Regions from separate parts of the Mus musculus genome. Here region 2 is linked to region 1. The links are chromatin contacts, called in public ChIA-PET maps. All regions are on one chromosome and are shown on one strand. The core of a region is the stretch at or near the end of the contact, and the rest is flanking DNA. Distances in the headings are between cores, read along the strand shown.

Region 1 (5,979 bases), core at 2,460-4,959:
TGAAAACTAAGTTCATATAAAACTCCTGTGTATGAATGTTCAAAGTGGCTTCACTCATATCCTCTACGCATGCTCGAGAGGCTAAAGCCCAGATGTCCTTATTGAGACTGGTTACTCTGGCTTTGGCACATCGGTACCACTTTACAAGGCTTCACTCTCCGCATTAACTACTACTCAGATTGGGGGCTGGGGAATTAATGGAAAGAGACAGACAGACAGACAGACAGACAGACAGAAGGAAGGAAAGACAGACAGACAGACAGACACACCAGATGAGTCTATTTTCATAGCATTCTTCAAATGGAAAAAGCAATTAAACATAGAGGAGATTAGAGGTGGCCAAGGGTTAGGGATAAGGGGGAGGAGACAGTGATAACAAAGAAAGGAGCACAAAGGTCCTGTGGTGTCTTCTCTGTATTAATGCGAAAGCCCTGCTAGAAACATTGTTTGAAATCGGAGTAAAGGATATATGGGATCTCTCAGTATTAAAAGTGTAGTGACTCAAAATTAAATACTTAATCGCAGCCAAAAAAAGAAAGAAAGGAAAAAGGGTCAAACTAACTTGTACATATTTTGGGAGGAATGATTATAAAGAAACCCATATTGCCAAAAGAAATATTTGCCCACCCGCAGGCAGCTTCCTATATACTTCTACCACACTACATCTTTTTCCAAAACCTGACCGGTGGCACGCTTTGACCACCACACTTCCTACATACGTATCTGCGGTACATACTTGATCTGGGCACAGCTATGGACTGGACCCATGGTAGAAGACGTTGCCTGAAGGGCTGGACCCCAGAGCGGTGCATGTGTCTCAGCATGTTGAGATGTTGTCACAAATCCAAACACCTGTGAGAAGAATCTTATTAGTGGGGGTGGGGAGGTGGGAGTGGAGGGGGTGGGGTGGGGAACGGGGAGGGGGGAAATGACACATGAAAAAAAACGGTAGTTAACTTACTATACTCCCTCCACTGCTCTTAGAGCAAAACCATGACACTCTTGGTTTAAATTTTGCTAAGTTAGAAACTACTTCCTCAGTGTCACAGGAATAGAAAAGAACTGCTCTTTACTTTTTACACCAAACAGTAATTAGATACAATGAATACTTTGAATGATAAAATATTTTTAAGATACAATGTTTATGGGCTGGAGAGGTGGGTCAGAGGTTAAGAACACTGCCTGAACTTCCAGAGGTCCTGAGTTCAATTCCCAGCAACCACATAGTGGCTCACAACCATCTTTAATGACATCCAATGTCGTCTTCTGGCCTGCAGGTATACATGCAGGCAGAAAACTGTATACATAGTAAATACATCTAAAAACAAAATCAATAGTGTTTATGTATTGGTATTAAATCTTTGTTATATTACCTGTTCTGCTAAGACTGGTGGCTATTGTCCAAATCCTTGTGTGTATGTGTTAGTGCTCAGGAGTACCTGCAAATGTGGAGGTCAGAGGTCAGAGGTCAGTTCAAGTGTCTTGCTCTATCTCCGTCCACTGTATTGTGGGGGATCAAGTGTCTCACTGAAGCTGCAGCTTGCAGTTTCTGTTGGACAGGTTGGCCAGTGAGCTTGTACCTGCTGGTTCCCTTCCTCCAACCCTGAGGTTACAGAGGCAAACTCCCAAACCAGATTTGACACGGGTGCTAGAGATCTGAACTCAGGTCTCCATGCTTTCCCAGCAAGTACCTTACTGGGAACTGGTCCCCAAGTTGCTTTTTCAGTGGGCCTCAAAAACACATTAGCATTTAGCTCTATAGCAAAGAAAGAGCAAGGAACGGACTATACCATTCTGCAATTATTCTGCACAAAATCACAGACATGGAGAGAGGAGAAATGGGCAGGATGCTCTGTAACAGAACATACGGCAACAGGCGGATAACCGAACCTGGTGAGTGACCGACCGCTTTGCTGGCTTCCGTTTCTGCATAACACTGAAGTATTTTGTGGGCCCATGTCTTATGTTCAACACTTACATAAATCCCTTCAAAAATGGCTGCAAAACTATTACTTACACACATTCTGCAAAATACCTATAAAAAGTCAGTAGTGACATAATTCCAGTTGTGCCCGCTTTGTACCACCTCCCCAGACACTCTCATCTTCACATTGGACATAATCCTCCAGGTAGCTGGCTCATGTGTTACTGTTGCTCTCCCCAGACGGGCTCTAAGCTCCCCTTTGGGGTATGCTACACAGGGTGGGAATCCACACAACTTTAGATTGGATAGATCTAAGTGTTGGCTGTCCTTGCCATGGAGATTGCCAACTCAATCTCCTCATCTGTAAATGAGGGATAATAACGGTTTATATGGCCTGAGATCACCGTGGGAGTGACACAAGGCAAGGCTGGAAAGCGCCTGGGTGCACAGATAAGGCTATTGTCCACCCCCCTCTTCTGTCTTTTATAAGGCACTGACATTTCTTAACCTTTCCACTTACTTCCTTCACTGACACCAAAAGGTCAAAAGAGCCACTGATGGACAGCCGTGCTTAGTGGCAAACGCCTGTAATCCCAGCATTCGGGGGAAGTAGAGGCAAAAAGGATCAGAAGCCCGAGGTCGTTCTCAGCACACAGCCAGTTCTAGGCCAGCCTGGGCTACATAAGACCCTGTCTCAGAAAAGATTCTGATCGGGTCACATGCATAGTTCTAGACTGTTTACCCCTCTCTTGTCTAAGCACAGAAAGCTCTGAACGTCTGAGATCCTTGGAGGTATGAGGTCTACCATTTGTCTCTGGCCCAGGGAGGCAAGATCTTATATTGCAAACGACTGTTCAACCAGTCAGTTTGTTGTGACAGCAAAAACCAGACAGGTGATGCAAAAGCCCAAAGGGTATATACGTGGAGACTCTGTGATCGAGAGAGAAGTTCTTATATTTTAACTCAGAACAGCTTTCAAGTGACTAGACACAAACACACGGAGAGCTCTTATCTCACTTAGAGAAGTGAACTTCAGTCTCAACAAACTACCCAGAAAAACACATGCTGAGTTCATGGTTCACTACTTAATAGAAAGACAGAAACTCAAAGATAAATGTTGTTGCTTCGGAGGGTGGGGGAATAAGGCTGGGGTATGGCGTGCGGGGTGAAGAATCTGAGCGCACCCTTTCTGTGCCAGGAGATAATTATCACACACGGGGTCTCCGGGAATAACCCTGGCTGCAGGGAGAATCTCCTATGTACAGGTTCCATATGTCAGGTCGCGAGCCACAGAGAATTGCAGACTCAGGCCCTGGGAGTGCGTCCGTGGATGGTTTCACACCAGGTGTATGACTACTCGCAGCACAGGAGCCCTGGAAGCCGGTTGTGGACTTGGTAGGAAGAGGCTGCAGGGTCCTCCAGCCTCCGCTGGTAGCATACCCAAAAGATGGCCAGAGATCCCTGGGCCTCCTAAACCCTGCACCGGGAGCTGTGCATGAGCATCTCAGAGCACCTGGCTGCCCCGCGCCGCCGCCGGCTCCCGTGTCCACGCCCCTCCGGACCCGCGGCTGCACCCCGCATCTCCCCCTTTCAGTGAGTGTACCCCTTGCCCGGTGCTGCCCAGCCACCTACCTGCTGGCCGCCGACCCCAGCCCTGGACCACTCTTCGCGGCGACCGCCCTCTCCTCCGCCTTTTCTTCCGTCTACGTCCAGCTCTCCGGAGTTGCGTCAGCCGCGTTAGACTGAAGCCCCGTAGCGCCGCTGACGTTGGGAGACGGGTCTGACCCACGCTACGCCACGGCAACGGCGCAGGCGCTTCTGAGAATCGCGCCCACGCTCCACGTGGCGGCCCCCTCCCATCCCCAGGCTCCGCGCCCGCAGAGTATAGGGGCGGGGCTTCGAGCACCCAGAAAGGAACCTCCCCAGACAGCTTCCCAGAAAGGTAAGGAAGACTGGCTTCTAGTTGCTGATGGATTTCATAAAGCGTGTTTGACAGTTGATCGTCTATATGTCAGACTCACATTAGAAATAGATTGAATCAACAAAGACCGTCTCCCTCAAAACAAAAACAAAAACAAAGACTGGCTATTGAAAAAAATTGGCACCATGGTAAAACAAGTTGGCACCTAGTTACCCGAAAATAACAGCCCAAGTGTTTTCAGCAAAGGTGGTGGTAAGAATACTGCATTTTAAGACGGTGTGTTTAATCTCTGATTATTAATAACCACTGATTATCCCAAAGTTGAATGCATAACGGACACAGATCATCTCCTTCCGGGCTGGCAACGTTCTCGTCCCATAGCACCGTTCGTTGCAGGGAGGCCATTGTCTAGAGAAGGTCAACTGTGGCTGAAAATTGGTTCTTTATGCTTTTGTAGTCCTGACAATGCTACTGAGCCTATTCATTCATTTTCTAATTCACTAAAGGGAACTTACCACTACTTCTCAGTCCATGATGCAGGAGTATGGGGGGAAGGGCAGGGGGCGGGGAGCGGGGGGGAGTGGGGGGAAGGGCTAAAAGGAGGTTTCAGCTTAGGAGAGATCCACGCTCATGGATGATAGGTTTGCAGAAGAGAACATCTGGCTGGGAGCTCACCATACAAAGATTTTGAATCTTATGGGTCACCAAGTCAGTGAATCCAAACTTCTAAAGCCCTGGAATGATATGATCAGGTTTTTGTGTCGGAAATCAGCACAGAGGTGTAGAAACTGGGAAGTGGGTTAGCCTATTGCAAAGCGCCCTGTAAGAAATAAAGCAGACGAAAGGCGCCGACAGGGGGCGTGGGAGCAAAAAGGAAGGCGCGCTCACAGCACTTTTTGCTAAGGGTTGAGTACCAGGAAGAGGAGTTCTTTGAAATGAAATGTGCGTCGGCATATGAGATCTAGGAAGAAGCTGAGAAAATCTGTGCTTTGGGAAGGGTGTTGGCGCCAGGACGCGTTAAATTTTGAGCACGTTGAGGGTGGGGAGGTGGGGCATTAAAGAGAAACAAAACAGCAGGCGCTGATTAGATCTGGTACCCGGGCTTCTAAAAAAAGTGGGGGGGGGGGGGTGCGTGTGGGTGTGTGTCAGGGGTGTAACTAGACTAAGGGACTGGAGCTAAGTTAGAAGGCGATTCTGATTCTTCAGTTCACCCACAGATCACCTTATTGTAATTGCTTGTCTGTCTTCCCTCCTAGGGAGCAAACCTCTGGACAGCAAGAAAGCATATTCCTAGAATATGAGATACTTTGTAAGTATTTGAGGAGTGAATAATTATTATGTCTTTAGTTAAAAAAAACCAGATTTCTCAAAAAGTGAATTGGAATTGATCATCGGTGCTGAAAAAATAAATAAATAAAAGAAAATGAGTTGTTAACATTCGTGTTAAACTGGTGTTCCTTGAAGGTCATTCCTTCAACTCCAGCATTTCATAGGCAGAGGTCAGGGGATTAGACCCTAGCCAGCCTGGGCTTCATACATAGTGAGTTCCAGGTCAGCCTGGGCTCTGCAACGACACACTATCTAACAGTGTCTCAAAGAATCGAGCACGAAACTCCTTAACTTTCTACTGTTTTTTTATTCTTTCAGTGATAGTTTACTTATTTGCTCTGCCACTAATATTCTACTTTGCCAGTGGAGAGAAAGGAGTGCGTTAGATGAGTGAGGAGAAGGGAAAATCTGATTCTAGGCACATAACCTGCTTGTCTTTCTATGAAAAGCAAGAATTTAGCTAGAGTGTCTTTCTCACATACTCAACAAATGTTCTTTTTGTTGACTGGGGGTGGGGGGTGGATTTTAACTTCTTCTAGAAAATGGGAATAAGGTTCAACACCACCAGGAAGTCATGCAGGAAGTAGGACATTTAGAATATGGTCTTTCACTCTGTAGCCCTAGCTTCCTTGGAACCTGCTGTTCTTGACTGATTGGCTGAGTGACTGGGGAGGAGTGGGGCGTGCCATAGCACTCGTGTAAGCCCGAATTTATGAAAGCTGATTCTTTGCCTGTACCATGTGGATTCTTGGAATTGAACTAGGGTCATCAGACTTGGCTGGCCCTGGAACTTGTGTGCAGACCA
Region 2 (5,979 bases), core at 1,654-4,153, 170 kb after region 1:
GAAAAGAAAAGAAGAGAAATGAAATAAAATTGCAGGTTGCTGGGTTTTTTTTTTTTTAAAAACAAGACAGACATGCAAATTGTTCATATCATTTCCAGTAAAAGAATATGGAAGAGGTAGCTTCCATCCAGTTATCCGTGGGATCTATGAATAGAGAAAGGCAGACACTGCTGGGAGCTGGTCATTTTGCCCTAAGTCTGGGGGACTTTAGCTTTGCAGATGTTAAAGCACAGGGACCCTTCACACATGTGGTGCACACAAACTCACATAGGCACACACTCATACATGAATATAAAAATGAATTAAGTACATAAAATAAGAATTCCCATACTAACTACACACCAGAGACAACAGGCAGTTTGTATGTGCAAACGCCAGCTAGACTCCAGATAGAAACAAAATATTAGGTGCATGCTCACATTTTATGTTTTGAAATTGTGTGATTCCTAATGTGACTTTTGCTTTTTTGTGGAATGGAGTCTCCTCTAAATTTCTCTTAAGGCAGTTTTATATGCATGAGAAAGAAGTGGTTTTTTTTTATTTAAAAGAATTTGAGTCTGCAGCATAGAAGGCAATAAAAGAGGACTTATTTATGGATGAGTCTGTAATGAAGATTATGCCACCCAAGATTGTGGGATAGGATGGCAAAGTGTGTGGGTATGTGAGAGCAGGTGTCCACAAGAACACTTGAACATGGAGAACAGTGGTCAGAGCCAGCGTTTTGATTAAAATGAGAAATAATCCTCTAACTACTCAGGTTAGTGTGAGAGCAGAGGAGATTGGCTTTGTTCTATTTTGGTCCTCACTAGAGTTAAAAAAAAAAAAAAGGTGAAAGGTGAAAGGTAAGCTATGAATGAAAGCCAAGTGTAAATGAGCTGATAAAATACCTGCTGTGTTGTTTTCTACTTGCCACTAAGCTGCCATCTGCCACATTATGGAAAATTGTTCCTTCCCTTGCATGCAGGCAGTGTGCATCCCTTACGACATTAACTGCTGATCTGCTACTGTTTAACCCACAGACTGAAGTCTTGCTGGATGAAGGTCTTTCATTTTTCATCCTGAGTGGAGAAGAAGATTCAGCAGTGAGCCAGTCTTCGCAGCAGGTTGGATTTGTGTCTCTTATTTTATAGTTTTACTCTCCCACAAACCACCTGTTAATTAAAGGCACTGGATGAGAGCTGGATGGGAAAGGGATTCGTGTGTGCCTGTGTATGCCTGTGTGTGTGTGTGTGTGTGTGTGTGTGTACCCATGTGTGTGTGTGTTTTGTTTCATTTTGAGGCAGGGTCTTTCCCTGTAACTCAGCTTTGGCCTGGAACTCTGGACTCCCCTGATGTTAAGATCGTGGGATGCACCCTCATGTCTGGCTTGGAAGATGATAATTTCATTGTTAAACCTTCCTCCTTTCTTGGAGTTGAGCAGCTCACTATGTATAATACCTAGCATTGACAGAGTGCCTCCTGGCTGCTCAGTGATCCACTAGATCATCAGAATGGATCCCGTTAGTCGATGCTCATAAGTGAGGGCCGGAAAGCTAGCCTGGTGGCGAAAGCGTTTGCCATGCACGCGTGAGAGACCTGAGTTTGATTCCAGAACCCAGGTCAAAAAGCCAGATGTGGTGGCGTGCATGTGTAATACTGGTACCCCAGAGAGGCAGGACCCTGGTGATCTGGCCTCGTCTACTTGGCAAATTCCAGGCCAATTAGAGACTGTCTCAGACGGTCTCTCAGAAGAGGATGGAGGGCACCTAAGGACAGCGCCAAGCCTGTGCTTTGTCCTGACTCTCAGGAGCGCAATGCGACGCACGCACGCACGCGCACACACACACACCCACGCGCACACACACACACCCAAATCTGTGGGACAGTCTTTATTGTTTGTATTCTATAGATAAGGAAAGTAAGGCTGGGGAGTTGAGCATCCACAGAGCAGGGAAGTGTGGGTATCAGAACCCCCACCTGTGTTCGCTGTGTCTTGTTGTTGTTGTCCTTGTCTAAAAAAGTGTCTCCTCACACTGTGGTCTCCATATTACTCCTCACGTCTGTCTCTCCAGTTTTCGTTCCTGCACAGTCAGCTACCGACCCCTCTGTTCTCTCACATCTTCCTGTTCCTTCTCAAACTAGTGCACACTCCTCAACCAGTTGCTGCTGTGTGCTTGCCCCTCTTCCTCCACCCCCCGCTCCCAGTTCCCATTCTCACCCCTTCCTGATTCATCCATCTCGCTATCCTTACTGTCTGCCCTGTACCATGACTTTCTCCTTCACCTTTACGTTTTCTCAGGGCCCTGCCACCCGGAGCCTACTGCTTCCAACTCTCCCATCTCTCTGTGTATCGCCCAGCTCTCCGGGACCAGGTCCTCTCTGCCCTCTCCAGTTCTCTCCGTTCTATTTCTCCGTGGCTCTTTAACTGATTTTGTTGGCCTTGGGTTCACCCCCCCCCCGCCCCCTCCCCCCAGGATATAAATCGTCTACCGACAGCTGTTCATTATAAGGCACGGACTGTAATCTCGTCGTTTGAGAGATGAGGCCAGCCTGAGCTGCCTAGTGAGACCCTGTCTTGGAAAACAAAATCAGCAAAGCCCTCAGAACACCTATAAAACTTTACCTTTAAAAAACCTGAGCAAATACAACACCACCACCACCCAGAACCTTAATACAGAAACAAGAAGGGAAAAAATAAACACCGCATGAAATCTTCTGTCCTGGGAAAAATGACTGTTACCATTTCCCACAATGCTCTCTCTGCGCATGCGCCCACGCTTTCTAGAAACAGAACGCTCACTGGCAGAAAGAACTAGCAGTGCTGGTTCCATTTTCCTGGTTCTCCAGCCTGATCCTGTTGGTGCCAGGTTAGCTTCTGTGTCATTCTCATACCTCATGCCTAGTTCTGCACATGTCTGTAGGTTCCGCTTTAAGACTGCCTGCCATCAGACTCACGTTTCTGTACTTTCACGGTGCCGCCCTGGTGTAAGCCAACACAGACACAGACTCTCGCCTGCATCGTTGCCAGGCCTTCCCCCCAACCCTACCCCCATCCCCAAATTCACTGGGCACTCGGAGCAATCCTGTAAAAAGCAAAGACTTTTCTCTCGCTTAACCCCGTCTAAGGGTTTCCTGGTTCGCTTATGAGGAAAGCAAAGTCTTTTCAGCTTTTCCCGGGTCCTGCATGACCCGCCCACTTAGCTGTGCGCACTCTTTTGCGTGCGCTCTCTCATTTCTTCTGTTTTCCTCCTCTGCCACCTAACCCCACCCCCACCCCCCGCCCCGCCCCCTGCTCCTTACTTACAGGGCCCAGGGCTTTACAGTTATTTACCTGCCTTGAAAGCTCCTCTCATATCCATACTGCATCCCTCACTACCCTCGGGACTCTATGTGAATGACACATGATTAAAGATGCTGGGCCTAGAAGGTCCTAACTAAAATAATAGCCCCGACCCACCGAGTTCCGAGCTCTCTGTGCCTTTACCCTGCTTCATTCTTCCTCATAATTCTTAGTGTTGCCCAATATAGATATTTTGGTCTGTTTATTCTCCTCCTGGCATGTATTAGGTATTCAATATCTGAATATCAAAATACGTTTTTTTTTTCCATCCTTCCCAAGATCTTAAATACAAAGAAAGCCAGCTGACCTTCCAGAAATTCGAGATACCGGTTAAGGGGTAGGATTTTCTGAGAAAAGGGGACCTTCTTCCCTGTTCTTCCCACATAGCGGAGTGCAGGCACCAGATGCTATGCGGGGACACTTTTCCTTCTCACAGAGCAAGTATGAAAGAAGTGAAGCAAAGGGTGAGGCCCCAGACCGGGCTGGGCATGCTGGAGTGCAGGTTAGATGACCGCAACTTGGAGTTATCTGGGAAAGCTATCTTCCTGCCAGAAGGCCCTGGGAAGCTACTGCCCCTGTCCCACCAATATCTTTTACAAGAAGCTGAATTTGAGTGTGGCTCCTTCCTGCCGAGAGAAAGATGGTCCAACCTCATCCGTGAACCTAGGGCGAAGTCTGAGGATGCTCTCAGAAGGTTCTGGTGGTCTCTTTGTAGCGAGGGAGGGATGCTCCTTCGAGATAGGACAGCATCCCCCCCCCCTTGTTACTCAATGCTCATTGATGTCCACCTACATTTCAATCTCCTCAGCTTAGACTCCATCCCACAGCAGCCACCAGCACAAGGAATGCTCTGCTGCGAGCTGCTTACTGAAGACCAGGAAGGTGACGGTTTGGGGTAGCAGCTGGGTTGGACTAAATGAGAAAGAGTTGGGCAGACAGGTGCTTATTGGGTCAAGATCAGGGCTTAGCCCAAACTGAAAACAAAGATGAGTTGGTAAGGTTCACAAAGATGTCTGTAGGTCAAAACATCAGGAGTCAAATTGAGGACCCATTTTCTTCAGCCATCAGGAGGACTGAGAACCCTGGCCTACATCGGTGGTGTAGAGGAACATTGCATGGGAGCACCAGCTGGAGCAAAGGACCCCTCATACTTCATAGTTGGTGATCAAGATATTTAAGGAGCTTTCCTCTGTGGCGAGTCCCCCAGAGCTTACTTATGCTTGTTACCGTTATACCTTGAATCTCCAAAAGACACCACAAAAATAGCTGCCTGTAAAATATTTCTGTGATTTCATAAAAGGGATAGGAAGGCAGGAATGTTGGCAGGACCTGACACCAACCCAGGTGATGCCCAACTGTGCTTCAGTCAATTCGGGAAGGATACAGGGAAGGAGGGAAAAGAGGAATAATGTTGAGAGGAAAACAACAAGAACGGGGTTGGAAAAATGTCATCATGGGTTGGGCGTGACAGCCTTAATCCCAGCACTTGGGAGGCAGAGGCAAGTGTTCAGGGCCAGACTGGCCTACAGAGTGACTTCCAGGACAGCCAGGACTGCACAGAGAAACCCGATGTCTAAATAAATCTATAAATAAAGAAGAAAAAGAAAAAATGTCATCCGGTATAAATAATTTTTGAGCCCCCAAGTCTAAAATACTTACAAAAAATTGTTTTGCTAGGATTGGTCAAAGAGCAGGTAAGGGTCTGTAGCCACAAGAATTCCATGATCTGGTTGTGCTAGCACACACCGCTTGTGTTGGGTATGCAGCTCATAGCAGCTGTTAGGAGACTGAAGCAGAAGAATCTTAGAATTTATTTTAGCTCAGTGTAGGCTACAAAGTGAATTCTGTGCTGGCTAGAGCAACATGCCGAGCCTCTCTTAAAACCCAAGGAAAAATAAAAATGATCCTGCAATTCTATTTTATTACTTACCCTAAGTGTATATTTTTAGAATTAGAGGAGTATGTTTTACTGCATGATATATTTGAATGATACTTTGTTCAATACACAAAGATTTTAAATTATGTAGTCACCTGAAGCAATCTAATTTATTCAGTTTTTGTGAGCAGATCCATCCATACTCACGAGAGGCACTGATCAACAATAATATATGTTTTCATACTGAAAACCAGATTTTAAAACAATTTATATAAATAAGCCTGTATTTCAGAATTTTACTCCAACCACTTGGCCATAGACTTCTTTCTTTCCTCTTCGTTATTTTCTCTTAAATACTTTGTAGAAAATGGTTTCTCTGCTTTTCAGGTAGTGCTGCTTTGGGGGGGTGGGGGTGGAAACCAAACAGAGGAGGTTTGAAGGCCACGTGGGTCTTCCCATATCAGGCCTGCGTCTGAACCTTTTCACTAGGGTGGAAGGGGCCCAAGTTATTCTGTTTCAGCAACATTCACTGGAGAATTGAACAGTGAGCTATAGAAAATACCACATAACATTAACCTTAAATGAGTTCCTCTTTATTCAGCCAAACCTTATCTTATTAAATTATATATTTATAATTTATATATAATTACACACACACACACACACACACAGAGAGAGGGAGAGAGAGAGAGAGAGAGAGAGTTTTAGCTAGCACTTGACCTGGGCTAAATGAATTGGAAGGCTCCAGAATGTACCATTTATTTGCATACCGGTCATGGGAGGA

Evidence for each region. ChIA-PET counts read pairs in DNA pulled down with a chosen protein or histone mark.
Region 2: a contact with region 1 is called in an RNA polymerase II ChIA-PET map of memory CD8 T cells, with 13 read pairs. The contact joins the enhancer-like site here to the promoter of Aldh18a1 in region 1. A contact is called at or near these places in 5 of 115 datasets of contacts at active chromatin or transcription factors (the 230-238 cell line, bone marrow-derived macrophages, memory CD8 T cells and 1 more) and 3 of 9 other capture datasets (adipose tissue, liver and pancreatic islet).

What each region holds. Positions count from the first base shown.
Region 1 is chr19:40,584,754-40,590,732 of GRCm38.p6, forward strand. Aldh18a1 (aldehyde dehydrogenase 18 family, member A1) reads right to left here and starts at 3,710. Exons shown (of 19, transcript NM_019698.2): 1 at 3,557-3,710; 2 at 1,374-1,439; 3 at 737-852. The coding sequence starts at 824. It overlaps Gm27042 (a long non-coding RNA gene), which reads left to right and starts at 3,779. Exons shown (of 4, transcript XR_386705.4): 1 at 3,779-3,866; 2 at 5,102-5,154.
Region 2 is chr19:40,759,333-40,765,311 of GRCm38.p6, forward strand. Cc2d2b (coiled-coil and C2 domain containing 2B) reads left to right here. Exons shown (of 35, transcript NM_001376940.1): 6 at 1,020-1,103. Among named protein-coding and RNA genes, the nearest start is that of Cc2d2b, 14 kb to the left of the region's middle. Within about 2 kb of position 2,904, at least 39 of the 459 cell types and tissues checked have an H3K27ac peak or open chromatin away from gene starts, as enhancers often do. A contact at or near this core is called in bone marrow-derived macrophages and memory CD8 T cells, where this site is marked.